2 separate regions of the Hordeum vulgare genome follow, and region 2 is linked to region 1. A link is a contact called in public Hi-C data. All regions are on one chromosome and are shown on one strand. Each heading gives the region's core, a stretch centred on a gene start, on an enhancer-like site or on the middle of the called end of the contact. The rest is flanking DNA. Distances are from core to core; before and after follow the strand shown.

What was found. A called contact is a pair of places that touch in the nucleus more often than the background predicts.
Region 2: a Hi-C map of leaf shows a contact between it and region 1, with 2.7 times the contacts expected there. The contact joins the promoter of LOC123399847 here to the promoter of LOC123399842 in region 1. A contact is called at or near these places in 2 of 6 Hi-C or Micro-C datasets (leaf and seedling).

Annotation. Positions count from the first base shown.
Region 1 is chr5H:490,410,815-490,414,498 of MorexV3_pseudomolecules_assembly, forward strand. It overlaps LOC123399842 (U-box domain-containing protein 33-like), which reads left to right and starts at 1,751. Exons shown (of 10, transcript XM_045094225.1): 1 at 1,751-2,217; 2 at 2,354-2,518; 3 at 2,674-2,798; 4 at 2,982-3,076; 5 at 3,194-3,271; 6 at 3,361-3,478; 7 at 3,590-3,667. The coding sequence starts at 2,377. LOC123399841 (U-box domain-containing protein 33-like) reads left to right here. Exons shown (of 9, transcript XM_045094223.1): 8 at 1-16; 9 at 232-684. The coding sequence ends at 420.
Region 2 is chr5H:490,622,892-490,626,617 of MorexV3_pseudomolecules_assembly, forward strand. LOC123399847 (beta-glucosidase 31-like) reads right to left here and starts at 2,007. Exons shown (of 13, transcript XM_045094230.1): 1 at 1,540-2,007. The coding sequence starts at 1,680. It overlaps LOC123399849 (a long non-coding RNA gene), which reads left to right. Exons shown (of 2, transcript XR_006610441.1): 2 at 241-822.

The DNA of each region.
Region 1 (3,684 bases), core at 501-3,000:
CTGTCCAATACTACAGGTGAGTCATACATTTCGATTGGTGAATATCATTTTCTTCTGCTGTCTATTTTAATATCTTAAAGAATGGAGGGATATCTTTAAAATATACGAAGCATGTGTAATTAACCTTAAATTCCCCCTGAATTTTTGTTTCTTAGACAAGCTCAGTTGATTTCTTGCATAGAAAGCATTTGTCATTTCAGGTTGTTTCACCTTTGCATTTCTACGGTGCAGGATGTCATGAGGGAGCCTCTAATTGCTGCAGATGGCTTTACCTATGAAGCCGAAGCTATAAGGGAGTGGATTGACAGTGGCCACCATACATCACCCATGACAAATCTTGAGCTACTCCACGGTGATCTTTTGCCGAACCATGCCCTCCGTTCTGCAATCCAAGAATGGCTGCAGACAGATGCCCAATAATATGTTATTTTTACAATCATAGGACCTAAAAATGAACTAATACTATGTCCTTAACCCCTTTACGCACAATAATAGGCACATACCCTCCAACAGAATAAGTAAAGGCATACACATCGTTTTTGTTTTGCTTTTCAGCAAAATTTTGTATCAAAAATATAATATACTTGGAGCTCCATCAGCAGTGTACCAGTGTTTGTACATGGATCTGTATAGTCAAAACTGTGGTGATAATATTGTACATGGATGCTGCACTCTGTTTTTTCACTGTTTGATCAATAATCGTCGTTGTTGTGGTACTGGTGTCTGAATGCTGATCGAGACTAGAAAGTAGGGAAGCATATCTGAATGGAACTATCAATTCAGAATGTCGCTAATTACAAGCATTCATTTTACATATGTTTACATGTTCCATAAGTCTATAATTTGCATCCAACCTGTCTATTCTGAATGTCGGGAACAATCAACATTAAACTTCTGAGAAGGTAAATGACGTAGCCATGAGATACTAATAACTTCATCAGTACGCCTGCTTCTCTTGTGTCTTAAAAATACATCCTGATGGACAAAACCATCTTTCAAAGATGTGTTGTGTGCCCAAATTTGCCAAAGTTTCTTACCTATGCAGATCACTTAGCAAGTTATTCTCAACAAGATGTGTGGTGTGCACAAAGTTGCCAAAGTTTTCTTACCTATGCAGATACCTCAGCAAATTTGTCTCGACAAGCACTTCCCTCCAAATGAGTCAAATGGAGCCTCCAATGCATACATGCTGCAACCCCAATCTTCGCATATTCTAGGTATCATGCTGGTATATGCTGTTCAACACATTTTAATAAAGAACAGGAGATGTCTTGATGTGCATTAACATATTGACAGCTTGACAGCAAGAGTTATGTGAGAGTACCTCCTGGGAAAGAACAATACTACCAAGTGCCAAGTATCTAATTATATGATCTATCCTGGACAATTTTTTTCGAATCATGAAAGTAACCATCTGGTTGGAAATGCCGGCCAGTGAGATGGATGGCCTGTAATAATCGCCACCTAACGGACAACTTCATTGCTAAGCATCAAAAGTCAAGTCACGGAGGACATTCATGTTTAGAAACTACTTGAAAGTAGTAGAAACTTCGTGGAAATGCCAGGGTTCCCATCGCCATCAGGATTACGTGCATTGTAGATAGCTCACAGCTATACTTGCTAAAAAATGAGCGGAAGCTGATGAAGCTATCCTTATAGAAAAATACCAAACTAGAGAAGACAATAAGATGATTAATTAAGTTCTAAATAATCAATAACAAAATATAAAATGTATTGATATTATCTCCAGAACACCAAACATTCGTGTAACAAGTTTTATTTGCTTTTTAACCAACCAGTTGGTCTATCAACGTCTTTTGACGTATGCAGGAGACAATCTCCTGCCACCAAAATACAATAAAGTCATTATCAGCCTGGTTATCCTTTTTCGTAAACTGGAATGGCTTTTCGCAAAAAAGAAAATGTAAACTGGAATGGCTACTAGTTAACCAATGTTTCCTAAACTGAACAGAACTTTTTATTAATTGGGCAACGCTTGGGACCCGAAGTCAGATATTGAATTGATGATGCACTCACTGCTGCTAGATACAATCAGACAGTAACCAACTCCAAGGCCACTCTTTAAAAACACCACTACTCTCCCATTTGGGCCTTCTAAAATTGACACTACCTGGGAAAGACAGAGGCAGAACAAGGACTAGGACGACAATCATATCGATGCCACGGAGTTGATGAAAAGTGGCCCAGCATATTTAGGTACTTCCACAAAACTTTTAGAACATTTTCAGAGATCTTTACCTTTTGTAGTTTTATTAGGTCGTCTGTCTTCAGCTCCGCTGAACCAGATAGCAAAACCAGAATATAGATATGATGCCAATTCTTGATTTCTCAGGGTCTGTATAGGGAATAAGAAAGATGGATGAAGAAGAGGTTCATATCGCGACCGGGAAGAACTTCAGAAAGGAGAAAGCTAACATATTATGGGCTGCTGCAAATTTTCCAAGGGCCACCATAGTTCTTGTCCACGTTCATTGGCCATCCAAGTGGATGCCCTTCAGTAAGTTTTTTTCAGCCAAATATTTTTCATGCTTTGTAAAGCTCTAACAGTTAGATGCCCTTAAGTAAGTTTTTTTCAATATTAATAGGATAAAGTATAACCTTTTGTTTTATTAGCGGTATAAGTAATTGATTGTTTCTAATCAACAACTGCAGTGGGTGGAAAGCTGCTATACAAGTTTGCAGATGAAAAGGAGAAGGAGATGCATAGAGGTAGAGAAACGGAGGCAATGGTCAAGATGCTATTAAAATATAAAAGCCTATGTGATGATACAAGAGAGGTATCCTACGATTTCGGTTCAGCTTAAGATAAATAAGGTCACGGCAGTGCTTATTGAGTTCATCCGAAAAGCACTCTAGTCCTGTGATATTTGTTCACAACCATTGTTTTATCTGATGATGAAGTTAAGCAAACAAACCATGTGGAGAAAATATGTTTTCTAAGCGGGCTGGTACCCTTGCAGGTTAGAGCACATTACCTTACACATGATGACATCCTTGCTGGTGTTGTAAACCTGGTAAAGAAGCTCAAAATCAAGAGAATTGTCATCGGTTCAAGGTGAGATCTAATCCTAAGCAATTGCCTCTTTGTATATGTTATTCAATGTTACCTGTACACAGAAATGGACAGTACCTTAGCCCATAAAACTGCATAACAATAAACTAAATTATGCAGGAACATGTCAAAGAATGCGGTTCTTCGTAAATGCTCTCAGGTTTGGGTGGTGCTTAATGGCAAATATCTGTCCACTAGGTATAGTTTCTCCAAAGACCATAATTGCATCCAGTAACATCTGAATCATATCTAGTAATTTGTTGGATGAGATCGTTCCTTAAGTGCAGCAATGATCATCTGGAGCATACTGGAGGCACTGGATATGGAGGGAGCTCTGAATTGCTGGCATGTATACATGAGCTGAGCGAGGAATCTGATGGCTATGCAACACCACCAAGTGATTTTGTGAGCAGAATTATTAGCAAAGCATTACACACATGCAAACAACAACAATTTCAGTTTAGAAGTTTAAGACCATGGTTCAGACTATTGATCCGTGTACGTGGTGTATTCCAGTATGTATCATTTCAGGAAGAGGATATCGTGGATGAGGATGGGGTGATTCCATTGGATAGTGATGAACAATTGGAAAAGGTATAACTTACCTTTTT
Region 2 (3,726 bases), core at 757-3,256, 210 kb after region 1:
AAAAGCGAAGGCAGTTAAGTTTGACCATTCTATCTAATAACAACAATAATTTGGACCCTGTTTTCCTTAGTTTTTACCCTTGTGTGGACACTCAGGTCCTATCCTTAGCAACATAAGATGGATCACTATTATTTTCTTCCCTCCACTCTTGATCGCTCCGGCTTATTTACGGTTCAAATCCTGCCAGCACGGCCACCTATTTGCAGTTTTTACTGATTAAGATGCTCTGATTCTCTCCAGCCAAAACCAGAAAGAAGTAGCCAGAAGAGAAGTTAACCTGGTGACATCGAAAGGAGGTCGACGAAAGAGACTGGTGAGAAAATGGCATTTGGGTTGTTTCCTAACGACTATATGCATGGGACGAATACGCCATCGTCAGGAAAACGAAGCATAGACATAAGCTGCCGGTGACTGGTTACTTAAGTTGGATCGAGTTTAGGGATATGCAAACATTAAAAAGAAAGTTTGTGTTGGTGGGAGATGGACCCTGTATTCCACCATGTCCATTACTTTCTTGCACGCCCTGTTCCACCCGTCCGATGGATGGCTCAGTTCACTTTGTAGGTGTAGGACCCGTCACGTGTGAACAAAAAATGTCGTCATGGAAAAGGCGAAGGAGCAGGTGAAGGAAAATAACACCCGGAAAAGGTAAAAACGCACCAATAGGTAATCGGTACGCAAATGCAACCTCTCTAATGTTTCCTTTAAAGGTAAAGTGGGGATTTTTCGTTGTTTCTATGTATGAAGGTGAGATGAACGTGTGGTGGTGCTAGAAAGAGGATATGGACCAAGAAGCCAGCATATACTTGGCAGCAATTTCTTGCTCTGCACAAAGATATTTATCGTCTAACATTTCAATACCGTGTTTTTTTTTCGGGGAAAAATGAACTGTCAAGCTAACAAAAATAAAATAGACGAGGTTTGCGGCACCGTTTATTGCGCCATTTGCATCCCCAACTATACTAGGTTTGCTGGGAGAGAGATGGCAGGAAAGGAATTCCTGCACTTTTCGGGGAAAGCTGATTGCATCAACGAAAGAAGTTATCAGAGGCATCATACATAGCCACGAAGCTTTGCGTCTCATCATCTGTCATCCACACGACCACTTGATCGAATATTGTTCCCCGTTCTCTTCTGCTAAATCAATTGAACTGAACGCCAGCAGCATGCTAGCTGGATCTTTCAAAAGAAAAAAAAATATACTAGCTACTTCCTTTGTAAACTAATACTAAATTAGTGTTTTAAATGTTTTTATATTAGTTTACGGATGAAGTAGTAGTTTGATAAACAAAACCAACACAGAGGAGGGCGAGAAAATTATATATATATATAGTGGTATCTCTGTCTGTTTTAATTGTGTAGGTGCTGCTGTGACTGTCAGTGTGAGCAGTGAGCTGTGATGGGAGAAAATCCCCACCACGAACCATATACTAGTACCATGTATGTATGCAACTGCAACGCCGAGGGCGAGGCAGAGGTAGCCCGGAACTGGCCGGTGTTGAGCTGCGTGGCATGGTAGAACGTACTCCTAGTACGTACCTGGTAAGCGGAGGAGCCGGTGCCGAAGACGAAGCCCGGGGGGAAGTCGCCCTTGGTGATCGCCGCCGCAGACGCCCGGGACGCGACGGCGACGAGAAGGACAAGGACGCAGGGGAGCGTCGTCGTCGCCGGCGTCCTCATCGCCTATATACAGGCTGCTGCTGCTAGCTCCGTCGATTCGCCGGCCACTGCGCGCTGTCTAGGCGGCGGTGGTGGTGGCCTGGTGGGTGATGGTCTCTTAATTTATACGCCGTTCCCGGCCGGTGCTCTGTCTACGGCCGCTGAAGCTTGCGAATGGCATGGCTGCGAGTGCGTGAGTACGTGTGGTATAGGACTCGGGGGTCAGCGTCGTGGTCGGCCGTCGGGGAAAAGGAATCTGGCTTGCTGGCGTCGCCGGACCGGCTGCGCGGCGGAGCGGACCGGACGGAACCGCACGCAAGCGGGCGGGCACCGCTTGTCCGTTGTCCCTTCTCGAGGATTGGAAAAGGCCGGCCGGGGTCCACCACGTCGGCTGATAACCACCGTTCCCGCGCACGTCGACCCGCTGTTCCTGCGACTCAAAAAGGTTTATAATAAACTGTTTGGGTTGTTTGGATACTCTAACTCGATTAAAGATTGAAGTTTGATTTTTACCTTGAATTAACTTTAACTCGTTTGTATTACTTTGGTTTAATTTAGCAAAATTATATCTTTGCCCCTCGAATTTACAGGATTGCCGACATCGGGTCCTCATCTCTTTTTTTTTTGTCGACGTTCAGTTGATCATGTTTCCAAACCCACATGCTCGTGCAACAACAACATGGCAAATATTATCTAAACGTCTGCGGACACGCCCGGTCAGTGATCGGCCGTGTTTTTTATTTGTTCGTCTGCACAGTCATACTCCTTATTTTCTTTCTCATATGTCTGATCACTTGCACTTGATTGATGGAGAGGAAGAGAGAGAAAGAAAAGAATGAATAAAGAAACAAAAAGGTGGTTCGGGATGGGGTGGGGTCGCGTCCTATGTGGCGAATCGATGCGTTTGCTAGCCCTCATATCATTTTCATATTTGAGATGGATATGAGGTTCGTAGACAGCCCTGGCGTATAGGGATGATATGAGGGATCTAGTTGGGTCACTTTTTCTCTCTATCTCTCCTGTCCGGTTACTGACCGGGTGCATCCGCGGGCGTATGAGTGGTCATTTAAGACGTTCGACTGTAGATGCTCTAAGACATCTATTTTCTCTCTCCCCAATATCTCTAAGGCATCTCCAACGACTCTAAAGCCGCGTGCATCCATTTGAACCGTATGATCCGAACATATGTTGTCATCTAACGTGGGTCTGTATCAGTTCGCAGAATGATTCAAACGTATTTTTTCGTAAATCAGAGACAAACATAGGGGTGGAGGCTTTGCGAGCGTTCGGACAACATCGACGCTCGCTTCTGGCCGCCTTGGCCCACCAAAACCACTCCTCCGCCAGCGCACGTTTTCGCCCGACGTCAACTACCCACATTCATGTCACTTTAGAGCAGTCGCTTCCATTGAAGACAGCTTAGGGCGTACACGGCCTCTCGTTGGCAACATCATTGAAACGACGGGCCGGTCGAGGGCGCCCCTGTTGAACACCCGGCTGAACACGTCTACTCGCCGCATTCAAACACATCCATTAAACCCACGTGTATGCCGAGAGACGTATTCAGGCCACACATCCGTTCACGAGTGGACGACATTAAGCACAACGATGGGGAAGCTCCTCCCGTCCGCCAACTATTTAAAGAAGGCCACACGCGGGACAAGAATTGCACCACTCCGCCGCTCCCCATCTTCTCCTTCAACCATTTTCTTAATTTTTTTGATGGCATCTGACGAGTAGAAAGAGCAGTTCTCTGGCATAAAAGCTGGTTGGGTGGCATGTCGAGCCCGCCGGATACGAGCAAGGCAGCTCGCTGCTTCACCTCCCTCGCCTAGCCCGCCGAATACGAGCGAGGTAGCTCGCAGCTTCACCTCCCTCGCCTAGCCCGATGGAGCAAGTTGTTGCTCCAAGCCGTCGCGTGGTACAACTACTTGTCGCTCCAAGCTACCACGCGAAGGAGTGGCGAGTTGCTCCAGGCCAACACCGGGGGGAGCACAGCCATCGTGGCTAGCATGGATGAGGCCAGACATTGTGTCATCCGCTGTCAACGTTGGTCACTCAGACGAT